Regions from separate parts of the Vulpes vulpes genome. Here region 2 is linked to region 1. A link is a contact called in public Hi-C data. All regions are on one chromosome and are shown on one strand. Each heading gives the region's core, a stretch centred on a gene start, on an enhancer-like site or on the middle of the called end of the contact. The rest is flanking DNA. Distances are from core to core; before and after follow the strand shown.

Region 1 (6,771 bases), core at 561-3,060:
TCTTTCCACTTCTCCTTTCAGTGGAAATATAGAGCTGTGGTTCATACCAAAATAGAATTATGAGGGCTGAACATGTATAGGATTATTTTCAAGTGGAGACCTAACAATCTACTTCTTGATTTGATTAAGTAATCCATTAATTTAGTGCAAACCATATGTCCTATAAACCATTGTCCTAGATGCTGCTGAAAGTCCTTCATTTGATTCCTCCCCACCCTTGGTTTCTCCCGGGCATCTTAATATTCAATTATGTATCTCCCTAACCCTAGATATATGATGATTTGTGTTTAAAATGAAATGATTTGACAAGCCCAGAAAAAATGTTTTTGGTATGCAGCAAATAATCTTTTCTTTCATCTGTGCGGTGAGATACTTTCTATTCCTTCGTCTTTAAGGAACCTCCTATGTGGAATATCTGCAAACAGTCCTTCAGCATTTCTCCCTTTTTCATAAGGACAGAACTGAACACGATATTCTGGCTCTGGAAAGCAGCAACTTTGTGCAATGTGTAGGTAATGTGATATGGTACTGCTGTGTCTAAATGACAATAGTATTTAGAAAGGTGTACTTATTTGACTAAAAATAATAATAGTATGGATGAAACACAATAAGGATGACACCAAGACTAAATAAAATTAAAACTCCGTTAAGAAATTAAGCAAACAAGAGAAATATCCTTCATGCTATTAATGAATACACTGCAATTTCTAGACTCTTTCTTCTGCTCCTTTGACCGTGACTCCTACTGACTCTTCTTGTTTGGACTTCCCTACTTCGTCCTCCTCTGGCAGTAGTCCAGCCTGCAAACCTCGCTCTTTATGTTGTGCTCATTCTCTTAGGAAGCGTTTCCACTCTTGGGCCTTCAGTTCTCCCACTCTTGGGCCTTCAGTTCTCATTTTACAGCAGAACTTCCTCAAAATCTATCATTATCAGTCAAAAATTTCGCTCCAGACCCACAGGAAAAGTTCACTTGGCTGACCTCTTCAAACCAAGTCTAAGTGTAACACAGCTTCACCAGGCTTCACCAGGCTCCCAGTCAGCACCCTTTCCAAATCAATAGGCCATCTTCAAAACCTTCATCATGTTCTTTGATTTTCTACACAACTGCGATAGGCAGTCCTCTTTGGCCCTTCCTGTGCTGGGGGCCACGGCTCTCCTCGCTCTACTTCTGGACTTTACTGCTGGAATTACCTACAGAGAACACGGTCAGCCCCGGGGAGGGGCGTGGGCTCCATCTCCCGTGCATTGCTCCTCCCTCCACGATGTTCTGAGCTCTGGTTTATTTGAGGAGTTGAGCCCTGCAACAGACGCGTCCCCCACGTCCCCACCCACCACCTACTTACTGTCCTTCCTCTCCACCCACCCTCCTCTCTGTGCAGGCCTCCTCCCGTGCAGGTCTCCCGCAACCCCCACCTTTCACCTTGCTCCCTTCCAGCTCTGCAGTTCCGATCTGGGTACGGCGTCTCACCAGGTGCTCCAGCAGGTGGAACCCGGTGTCTACAGCCTCCTCTGTGCCGTCCCTACCCCCCCCTCCCCACCCCACTCCAGGGAGCTCGGTGGCACACGGAAGGAACAAGCCGCTGTACCTGGGCGGAAAAGGCATATTTTAAATCTCAGATTAAACAACATTCAATCACGAATTCAACTTTTATGATCGAATAAAACTAGTATGATAAGAACTCAAAAGAATTGATCGGATTAGGAAAATATACGTTTCCCTGACCGGGAATCGAACCCGGGCCGCGGCGGTGAGAGCGCCGAATCCTAACCACTAGACCACCAGGGAACTTGAGCACAGGCTTGCCCGAAATGCATTTGCCACTTGTAGATCCCTGCACCGCCCCAGCCGCGGGGAGGCGCCGCCCCGAGCTCCGCCCACTCCGTCCCCCGGACTCGCAGGCTCCGAACCAAGCGAGTCCCGGCGCTGCCGCCTCCCCCCGCGACTCGCGGGAGGAGCCTGCGTCACTCCCGCTGATCCAGCGCGGGGCCCGGGGGCTCGGAACCGGCCTCCTCCGTCTTCTGAGCTCTCGGCCGCCCTTTCCGACCCTGCGCCCTGCCGGCGTCTCTCGGCTCCCGCGGGGTCGGGCCCCCCAGCGCCGCCCCCCACGTGCGGACCGACGGCTGGTCCCCGCGGGGAGCGCCTCCCGCCGCACCTGCCGGGGTGAAGGGCACGCGGCCAGGGGCGCGGATCCGGGCGGCCGTGGTGCTCGATCCTCAGGCTCAGGCCGCCGAGCTGGAGCGCGTGGGCGGCGGGCCTCGGGAGGAGCCGCGGGGAGCACCCGCACCCGCACCCGCACCTGCACCTGCACCAGCGGACCCCCGGGAGGAGCCGCGGGGAGCACCTGCACCCGCACCTGCATCTGCTCCCGCACCCGGGGCCCGGGAAGAGCCGTGGGCGGCGGGCCCCGGAACAACCGCGGAGAGCACCCGCTCCCTCACCTGCACCCGCACCCGCACCGGCGGGCCCCGGGAAGAACCGCCGGGAGCTCCTGCACCTGCACCTGCTCCCGGGGCCCGCGAATAGCTGTGGGCAGCGTGCCTCGGGAAGAACCGCGGGGAGCACCTGCACCTGCAACCGCACGTGTACCCGGGAAGAACCGCAGGGAGCACTTGCATCCGCACCTGCACCTGCACCGGGGAGAACCGCAGGGAGCACTTGCATCCGCACCTGCACCTGCACCCGGGGAGAACCGCGGGGAGCACCTGCACCTGCAAACGCACCTGCACCGGGGGCCCGCAAAGAGCCGTGGGCGGCGGGCCCCGGGAAGAACCGCGGGGAGCACCTGCACCTGCAACCGCACGTGTACCCGGGAAGAACCGCAGGGAGCACTTGCATCCGCACCTGCACCTGCACCGGGGAGAACCGCAGGGAGCACTTGCATCCGCACCTGCACCTGCACCCGGGGAGAACCGCAGGGAGCACTTGCATCCGCACCTGCACCTGCACCCGGGGAGAACCGCGGGGAGCACTTGCATCCGCACCTGCACCTGCACCCGGGGAGAACCGCGGGGAGCACCTGCACCTGCAAACGCACCTGCACCGGGGGCCCGCAAAGAGCCGTGGGCGGCGGGCCCCGGGAAGAACCGCGGGGAGCACCTACACCAGCACCCGCACCTGCACCCAGGAAGCCCTCCACACCAGCTGCGTTTCCACGATCCTCGCGTTGTTCCAAGTGTTACCGACCCGGCAACAGCTTCGCCTCCCCGCCTTGTGTGCGGGCCGCGGCCGGGCGTGAGGCAACCACCAGAGGAGTAAAGGAGCCCCTTGGGCCAGCCCCCCTTCAGAGCCTCCTGAGACACAGAGCCGGAGCCCCAGGATGCAGCTCCGCTTGGAAGTGGCGAGGTTCCAGGTGGACACAGGTAACCAGGCGCCCCCGCCCCGCTGCAAGGTGGGGGGAGGCTTAAGGAAAATTGATCAGACGCCGCGTCCTCCAGCCCCGGGCCGCTTAGCTGAGCGGATGCTGTTTCTTATTTTCAACAACTCAGAGATGGTTTGGGTGATTGATAGCGTTTGTCTAGAATTGTTTAATAATATGCAAGCAGGTAGGTTAAAAGGATGTTAAAGCCTGATAAGGATGGAAGGATCACAAGAAATTTTGAAACTTCACTCTATGTGAGGACACACACCTCTCTCCTCTCTCAAGGAACTTTTAGGACACCAAGTTCAGTAGGTGGAGCTCTTTGTTCTGAATTGGGGGCTACCAGAGCTTCCTGGCAAAGGATCTGGGTTAGAATACAAAGATAATGCAGCAAACAAAAGGACAAGAAGGTACAGTGAAGGCCGTCAGCCCTCTCATTTCCCGAGTCATTGCTTTCTTCTTCTCAGAGGTAACCAGTGTCAACAGTTTCTTCTGTATCCTTCTAGAAGCAGTCTATGCATATACAAACTAGTATGTTTCTCTTTTTCCCGACTTTTTATCTTGAAAAATTCCAAACCTACAGAAAATCACAGGTGTAGGACAATGAACACACATACACCCTTCAACTGAACCTGTTGGGTCCAATTTAGTAAGACCAGCAACATGTGACTGTCGTGCATTGAAATGTAACTAGCACAAACTTAGGTGTTCTAGAAGTGACGAATGCCTACTGGTTTTTTAAGCCTTCATATAGAAAAAAAAAGTAATATATCTCATTAATAATTTTTACATTGATTACATTTTTAAATTATAAATATACTTGGGTTGGGGTGCCTGGGTGGCTCAGCCGGTTTAGTGCAGGAGTCTTGATTTTGGCTGAAATCAAGTGGTGAGATTGAGCCCCTTGTCCTCCACACCAGGCGTGGAGGCAGCTTGGGATTCTCCCTCTGCCCTGCCATGCCAATCCAGGCTGCATGCTCTCTCTCTAAAAAAAGAAAGAAACATATTGGGTTAAAATATTATTAAAATTTATTTCACTTTTTAACATATCTACTAGAATATTTAAAATTATATATATGCCTAGCATTATATTTCTATTTTACAGTACTGATCTAGATTCACCAGTTGTTACTGTTTTGCCATATTTACTTTCTCTTGATTTTTTTCTGAAGAATTTTGGGTTAGTTGTAGATATCATAATGCTTCACTTTTAAATACTTTATTGTATATTTCCTAAGAATAAGAGATACAATGATCACACTTAGGAAATTTAAATTTAATACAATCTTATTATTTATTATACAGTTAAAAATCAAATATGTTAGTTGTCATAATAACACTTATAATTTTTTTTTTTTTTTTACCCAGGATCCACTCAAGGATTATACAATGCATTCAGTTGTCACATTTCTGTTGTCTCCTTTCTGTACTCTGGAACAATTCCCCCCCCCCCCACTTTTTTTTTTTTAACAGTATTGATGTTTTTGAATAGTGAAAGACAGTTGTTTCAGAAAGGCCCTCAGTTCAGATAAATATGTCTTTTGACAAGAAAAGAATCTTAAGGGGCACTTGGGTGGCTCAGTGGTTGAGCGTCTGCCTTTGGCTCAGGTCATGATCCTGGGGTCCTGGGATCGAGCCTCCTATCATGCTCCCTGCAGGGAGCCTGCTTCTCTCTCTGCCTGTGTCTCTGCCTCTCTCTGTGTGTCTCTCATGAATGAATGAATAAAATCTAAAGCTACAACAACAGCAACAAAAAACAGAACCTTAAGTGATGGGTCCTTCTCAGTGCATTACATCAGAAGGCACTAATGCTGATATTTCACATTATCTCTCACAGTCAATGTTGTGCCAGAATAATGGCCCCCATGGGGGTGACCCTGGGGTAATCTCCAGCACACATGAACATGTTACTTCACATGGCATTTGGAACTTTGCAGATGTGATTAAGGATTTTGAGATACAGGAAGTATCCTGGGTTATCTGACTAGGTCCAAAACGATCAGAAGTGTCCTTATAAGTGAAGGAGAGAGGTAAGAGAGTTCATATCCCAGCGAGATGACTTGAGGACAACTCAACCTACCTTTGCTGGCTTTGAGGAAGGAGGAAGGGGGACGCTGAGCTAAGCAATCCAGGTGGCCTCTAGAAGATGAGAAAGGCAAGGACGTGAATTCTCCCCTAGAGCTTCCAGAAAGAAAACAGCCCTGCCAACACCTAGATTTTTAGGCTAGTGAGACCCGTGTCAGACTTCTGGATTCCAGAACTGTAAGATAATAAATTCATGTGGCTTCAGCCATTAAGTTTGTGCTGATTTTTTTTTAAGATTTTATTCATTTTTTTTCATAAGAGACACACAGAGAGAGGCAGAGACACAGGCAGAGGGAGAAGCAGGCCCCATGCAGGGAGCCCGATGTGGGACTCCATCCTGGGACCCCAGGATCCTGCTTCAAGTCAAAGGCAGATGCTCAACCGCTGAGCCACCCAGGTGTCCCTGTGCTGATTTTTTATAGCAGCTACAGGAAACATGATAAATGTGAGCATTTGGTTAAGGTGTCCGCTGTACCTTGAGAACATATGAATCCTCTCCTCAGCAAACTTTCACCCACTGACAGTCTTTGCTTGGATCAGTTATTACCATGGTGATTGCAAAATGCTGTTATTTTAGCATTCTCCTGGAAACAACTTCCCTTTCTCTTTTTATTCTCTATTTAATTTTTAAATATCAGTTTGGACTCATATTCTTTTTCTGTTTTTGTGTTTTTATTCAATGTGTTCTAATCCATCACTATCATCTTTTTTAATAATTAAATTGTCCCAAATTTGGCCAAAGGAGTCCTTCTAAGTTGGCTTCTGTATTGTTTTGGTGTGACTCTTAAATTTTTGAGCACTTCTTTACCTTCTGTCAAAAAATGGTCCAGGTATACCCTGTACTTTATAGATTGACTCAGGGAGAATTAAGATCTTTATGCATTTATCTTTTCTTTTTTAATTTCCTTGTTTTATTTTTACACAAAAAGGGATGTACTCTGTATTTTCTAACCTTTTTTATTACTATCTTTTGAAGGATGTCCATCCTTTATATAAAAAAATTTCTCATTACTTTTGATAACTACATAGTATTCTGCTGTTTAGATATTTTATTAAAGCAGTTTCATATCAGTTATTTAGATTATTTAAAATCTTTTGCTTTTTCCAGAGTACCAATATGAATAACTTGGCCCAACACGGTTTAGCATTTAGTGTTTACTAATTTGCCCCCAAATGACCCAACTTAGAGTGCCAACCATAGATTTGAAAATGTTGTTATATATTGGAAGAAAAATCATGATATCCAATTCAAATTCACTTATAGTTATAATTTATTGACAATTTTATATTTCAATTTGATTTCAGTATGACTCAGCTATTCTTCTGT
Region 2 (6,049 bases), core at 3,545-6,044, 400 kb before region 1:
CTCATCACTGCCAGGACGGCGGGTCCCTCTGTCCGGGGCCCCACCAGGCCCCTCCGTGAGGTGTCACTGGCCAGGCCTCACTCCTGTCCAGACAGTAGCCAGTCTTCTCTCATCTTCACAAGCTGGGCAGCCTGCCCACGGACTCTCTCTCTCTTTTTTTTTTTTTTTTTTTCATTTTTTTTTCATTATGAGCCTTCATGGGGCCAGTTGGTCTTCTCACTCTGTGTGTCACTTTACGGTCTCCGAGGACCCTCTGGTACTTCACTGCACCACGTCTTCTCCACAAAGTCCAGATTTATCCTTAATAAAAACCATCACGTGTCCTGAAATGAGCTGTATGATTAGGGAGTTTTGTCCTCATCCCTTTCTTCTACATCGGGGCGCCACTCAACACCCTCCGGGCCGGGGCTAATTCTTCCTGCCACTCAGGATCTTGAACTAACTGGGTCTTGCATTCATTCTGCCAATCGGTCTAGGGCCTCTTTATTCACCAAGAGTCTAGACTCCTACAGAGAAGCATTTCCTCAGCTTTCTCCCTTTTACGGGCTGTCGTGATGTGGAGCCTATATTCTGGGTCTGTACATTGGCAGGAAGAACACATTCCTTACACCGTTTCCCTTGTTCCCATAATGTCAGAATTCCTAAAGTGGTGTTCCTCGTGCATCTTCTCGTCTCTGGAGGGATAAAAGTCCTGCTGCCTACGGAACGGCCGTCTCCCCCAGCTCTGAGAACAGCTATTCAAGCCCACCTGCCCTGTTAAACCATTTTGATGAAGGATCCGGCCACTTAGCAATTTAGGACCAATGTCCTATAATAAAAGTACCTTGCAATAATCCCTGAATTGAGAACCAGCTATTCAACATTAAAAAAAAAAAAAAAAAAGAAAAGAAAAGCGAAACAAAAACAAAACACCTTCTTGGATTTTCCAACTTCTGTGTCAAATATGTCTTCCTCGTTGGCCCTGGGCTCTGGATTTAGAGCCCAAACTGATGCTGATTTACTATTTTTTTTTTTGATGTTCATTTCCTACTATTACAAATGTTTTTCTTCTAACCAATACGCTAAAGGACTAATTGGAAACTCACAAGTAACTATAATAATGATTATATTTGGGATTTGCAGAACATTCCTCCAAAGAGCTCAGCCGGTCTGGAGAATTCTTTCAAGTTCTAGCAACTGCCCTCGTGCTAATGAAAGCCATACTATCCATGTCCGTACGCACGAGAACAGCAGCCAGCAGCTTCCTGACCCGGTGTCCCATGAGGCAGGCAGCAGGCGTACTTTCCTGATCTTGTGTTAAACAAGGTTGAGAACAACCCACACCAGTGCTCTGCTCACTTCTAGAAATCCCTGCTTCTAGAAGCCAAGGCTGTAAGCCACCCAGATGAGAGTAAGCACCAACAACGGATTCCTCAACACCCTGGGGTGACTCCGCCTCACCAGTCCTACCGGTCCACTCTGAGGCTCTTTTGTCCTGACCTCTGTGCCACCTAACCAGCTGCCTGTCCCACGAGATCCATCTGAACGTTCTCCAGCCCAGGCCCTCAAACCCTACAAATATCCTCCCCTGATTTCCCCTTTCTGAGTCACTATCAAAACTCTGTCAACAGTTTTGCATCAGGTCTAATCAACAGCTCTGCGTCACCAACGGGTCCCTCCGGTGGTCCCTTGCGGAGCAAACAGCACTGACCTCTTCTCGCCTATGTTTTTCTTCCTTGGGGATGTTATCCGCTGGTGCTATGTCCCCCACGATGCTCTCTGCCATATCATGAACCAGGGCTAGGCGTACACATCTGGCCAGGCGAGAAATGGTGAACAACCACACAGAGTTAGATTCACTGCCAGGACCTTCTCCTTTACCTGTGAAGCTGCAATTTCCTTTCCCCCTCCATCTTCATGGGGTGTTTTAATGCAGTACTTTCTAGAGTAACTCTAACCCCCCTGCCCACAACAACTCCGATTTGAAACTGCTCGTTAATATTCAACACCGTAATACATGAATGCAGGAGAAACAGCATGCATTTTTTTTTTAATGACCAGTTTTTCAAATATCACTTTAAAAAGTTGATGACTTCATATGACAAAGCCAGGAGGAGAGGATCTGGTCATAGCATTTACTTCCTGATACAAAATTCAGAAACAATCATTTCCCCAGTATGCTAGCCAGATGTCAACATGAGGCTCCTCATAGAGATGCGTGCACTAGGGCAGTTGTAGTTCCAAACCCAGCAACCACTCATACACTGTGTGACCTTTGCCAAGCTACTTAATTTCTTTCAAGGCTCCAATCTGTCAGCCTTCATTTTATCATCTGTAAAAAAGGAATAGTAAGGGACACCAGGTGGCTCAGCGATTGAGTTGAGCGTCTGCCTTTGGCTCAGCGTGTGATCCCGGAGTCCCGGGATCAAGTCCCACATGGGGCTCCTTGCATGGAGCTTGCTTCTCCTCCCTCTGCCTGTGTCTCTGCCTCTCTTTGTGTCTCTCATGAATAAATAAACGAAGTATTAAAAAAAAAAAAGGAATAGTAATACGTCATAAGGTTGGTATAAAAACTCAGTTTGATAATGCGTGTTCCTGGCACCATGTTGATCAATAAGCAAATGGCTATGGTTACCGGTGATAATGATTAACGATGAGGATAATCACTGTCAAAGTAACAAAGGCAGGTCATGATATAAATGCCCCCGAGGGCCAGTCTGTTTCACGTGTCCACTATGTCATAGGCAGTTCACAAGACTGTCTCATCCTCAGCCTGTCTCTGTCATCCAGTTCAAACCTCCAGCTACTCTCAGGTTCGTTATCTCTAACTGACACCACGTTCGTCTTGTACTTTTTGCCAAAAATCCCACTTCCACACCATCTACAGAGTAACAGGGCTCCTCAACTCTAATGAACCTTTGCTACCATCAAACTGATGATTTACGACGTATCGTTTCCAAAACATAGCCTTAATTTCCTACCACCAGGGCTTTGGTGGCTATATCCTCCTCTCTGCACTCTGTGTCCTCTCCTTTACCAAGTCAACTCTTCAGAACTCACCTGAGATTCCACTCTCTCTATGAAGATCAGCCAAGGACACCTGCTCTCTTCTACTAGAATACCTTGGTGGGTTTTCTTAAACTCTTAATTTTTTTTTTAAAGTAATCCCCAAAGGCAATGTGGGGCTCAAACTCATGGCCCCAAGGTCAAGAGCCACATGCTCAACTGACAGAGCCAGCCAGGTGCTCCAACCTTGCCAACTTTTGAATATAACTTCTTCTGTGCTTTTTTATAGAAGCCAGTTGGGACCTGTGTCCTTCATGGGAGATTTACCTACTGTCCTATGTTGCTAGGAAACTTTGTCCTGTGCACACAAAACCTTTAAACACTTGTTGACTTTAAAAGGAGATACCTCTTTCTCAGCTATGTCTTGCACATACCCTTCTGAAAAAATCACCTCACAAACAGGTGATAGTGTTCATGAAAGGGGCTAGACTAAGGCACAGAATGTACTAACACAATGACAGGATTTGAGACTTACCACACTCACTCGCAGGCCTGGAAATCCTAATATCACACTTAGGTCTGCTGGAGACCAAGGCAGGCTTTATCACTTGCCAAAAGAAAACCAGAATGTAGTTTATAACCGAAGCAATCAACACATGTAATTCCCCTTCCTACCCCCTGAACCTGTATGGGTCGCTGCAAATAGTCTCTCATTTATTTTCTCTAAGTAACCTCCAAGAATTAGATACAGGCCTCGGTCACAAGAAGCGGTGCCGAACCCACAGACCGGCGGTCCTAACAGGTGTCAGCGTCCACGGCAGCTTACCTGTCCTTGTTGAGGTGTTCATCTTTGGTCACCAGAGCCATAACTGCCATTCGGTACATGTGATCCGATACACTCTCTGGCCTCTCGACGCTTCTGTATACCCAGCCCGTCCGGGGGACTCTCTGATGAAAAGAAGAGAATAAAGTTGATAAAAATAAATATTTAACGTGTCTGCTGTGCTCTTCGAGAGAAATCTACGGAGGAGGGTACAGAAGTAGCGTGATGGTTTCAGAAAGTATTACCGGAGGCCTCACCAACCCAATGGTCCACATCTGGAATCAAATAAGCCAGTGGGGTCAGAGAAGGAGAAAGAGGGGGTGGGGCTAGTAAAAATAAAATACAAAATACAAAAAGACAAAGAGGAGAGGGAGAAATAATTCACATGTAAACACTGCAGAGTCCAGCAGTCAAGTTACTCCGTGTTACTGGGGTGGGAATTATGGGCCATACAGGAGTTCTTCAGACATTAAAAATAAAACTGTAAAGTACTGCGTTTCTCGGAACTCCAAGAGTTGGGACTTTTTGCATTTAAAGAGGCAGAACAGGGCCTGTGGGGAAAGCTGCGAACCCAAGGAGCCACAGGCTTGCAGATTTGGAAGCGCAGAGGAGAGGAGCCTTTCCGGGGCTCCTGCTGCCCGCTGCGGGCTGCGGCGCGGCTGGGCGGCGGAGGGGGCGCCGCGGGGCACCCCAACCCCTCCCCCGCCCGGGCTCGCCCCGACACCCGCACCCCGCGCCGCCCCGGCCCCGCAGGGAGGGGGAGGCCCGCAGGCCGGGAGTGGGGAGGGGTGCAGCCTCCGCGGGCTGGAGCCCCCGCGCCCCGGCCCGCCGCTCACCTTGAGCTGCCCCACCTGCCGCAGGAACCGCAGCAGCGCCGCCGCCGACCCCGACCCCGACCCCGACCCCGACCCCGAGGCCATGCGTCCGGCGCGCCGCGGGCGGGAGCTCCTCCCCTCCTCCTCCTCCCTCTCGGCTTCTTCGCCTCTTCCCTCCTGACTCCTCCCCCTTCCCCTCCCCCCTCCTCTCCCGCCTCCTCTCTCTCCTCCTCCCTCCCTCCTCTCCGCTCCTCCCTCCCTTCCTGACTCCTCCTCCTCCCTCTCCTCCTCCCTCGCTCGGTCTCCTCCCTCCCTCCTCTCCTCCCCCCTCCTCCCGCCCTCTCCTCCCTGTCCTCCTCCCTCCCAGTCTTTCTCTTCCCCTCCTGACTCCTCCCCTCCTCTCTCTCCTCCCCTACTCCCTCCCCCTTATGACTCCTCCCCCTCCTCTCTCCGCCTCCTCCTCCCTCCACCCTCCCCTCCTTTTTGTGTGTGTGTGTTTTATTTTTTTATTTTTATTTTTTATAATAAATTTATTTTTTATTGGTGTTCAATTTGCCAACACACAGAATAACACCCAGTGCTCATCCCGTCAAGCGTCCCCTCAGTGCCCATCACCCAGTCACCCCCACCCCCCGCCCTCCTCCCCTTCCACCACCCCTAGTTCGTTTCCCAGAGTTAGGAGTCTTCATGTTCTGTCTCCCTTTCTGATATTTCCTACCCGATTCTTCTCCCTTCCCCTCTATTCCCTTTCACTATTATTTATATTCCCCAAATGAATGAGATGTTTGTCCTTCTCCGATTGACTTATTTCACTCAGCACAATACCCTCCAGTTCCATCCACGTCGAAGCAAATGGTGGGTATTTGTCGTTTCTAATTGCTGAGTAATATTCCATTGTATACATAAACCACATCTCCTTTATCCATTCATCTTTCGATGGACACCGAGGCTCCTTCCACAGTTTGGCTATTGTGGCCATTGCTGCTAGAAACATCGGGGTGCAGGTGTCCCGGCGTTTCATTGCATCTGTATCTTTGGGGTAAATCCCCAACAGTGCAATTGCTGGGTCGTAGGGCAGGTCTATTTTTAACTCTTTGAGGAACCTCCCACAGTTTTCCAGAGTGGCTGCACCAGTTCACATTCCCACCAACAGTGTTGACCAACTGACTCCTCCCCCTCCTCTCTCTCCTCCCCCTCCTCTCTCTCCTCCCTCTCCTCTCTCTCCTCCTTCCTCCTCCCTCCCCTTGCTGACTCCTCCTCCCTCCCTCCTCTCCCCTCCTCCCTCCTCTCTCTGTCTCCTCCCTCCCAGTCTTTCTCTTCTCCTCCTGACTCCTCCCCCTCCTCTCTCCTCCTCCTCCTCCTCTTCCCTCCACCCTCCCCTCCTGACTCCTCCCTCTCCTCTCTCTTCTCCTCCCTCCTCCCTCTC

What was found. Hi-C and Micro-C count contacts between places; a contact is called where the count stands out from the background.
Region 2: a Hi-C map of skeletal muscle shows a contact between it and region 1, with 4 times the contacts expected there. The contact joins the promoter of HDDC2 here to the promoter of LOC140597818 in region 1. A contact is called at or near these places in 2 of 3 Hi-C or Micro-C datasets (both in skeletal muscle).

What each region holds. Positions count from the first base shown.
Region 1 is chr1:57,087,062-57,093,832 of VulVul3, reverse strand. LOC140597818 reads left to right here and starts at 1,810. Exons shown (of 2, transcript XM_072747965.1): 1 at 1,810-3,360; 2 at 4,728-5,116. The coding sequence starts at 1,810. The coding sequence ends at 4,829. TRNAE-CUC (transfer RNA glutamic acid (anticodon CUC)) reads right to left here and starts at 1,786; the gene lies at 1,715-1,786.
Region 2 is chr1:57,494,962-57,501,010 of VulVul3, reverse strand. It overlaps HDDC2 (HD domain containing 2), which reads right to left and starts at 4,794. Exons shown (of 6, transcript XM_072764970.1): 1 at 4,645-4,794; 2 at 3,812-3,933; 3 at 1,691-1,793. The coding sequence starts at 4,728.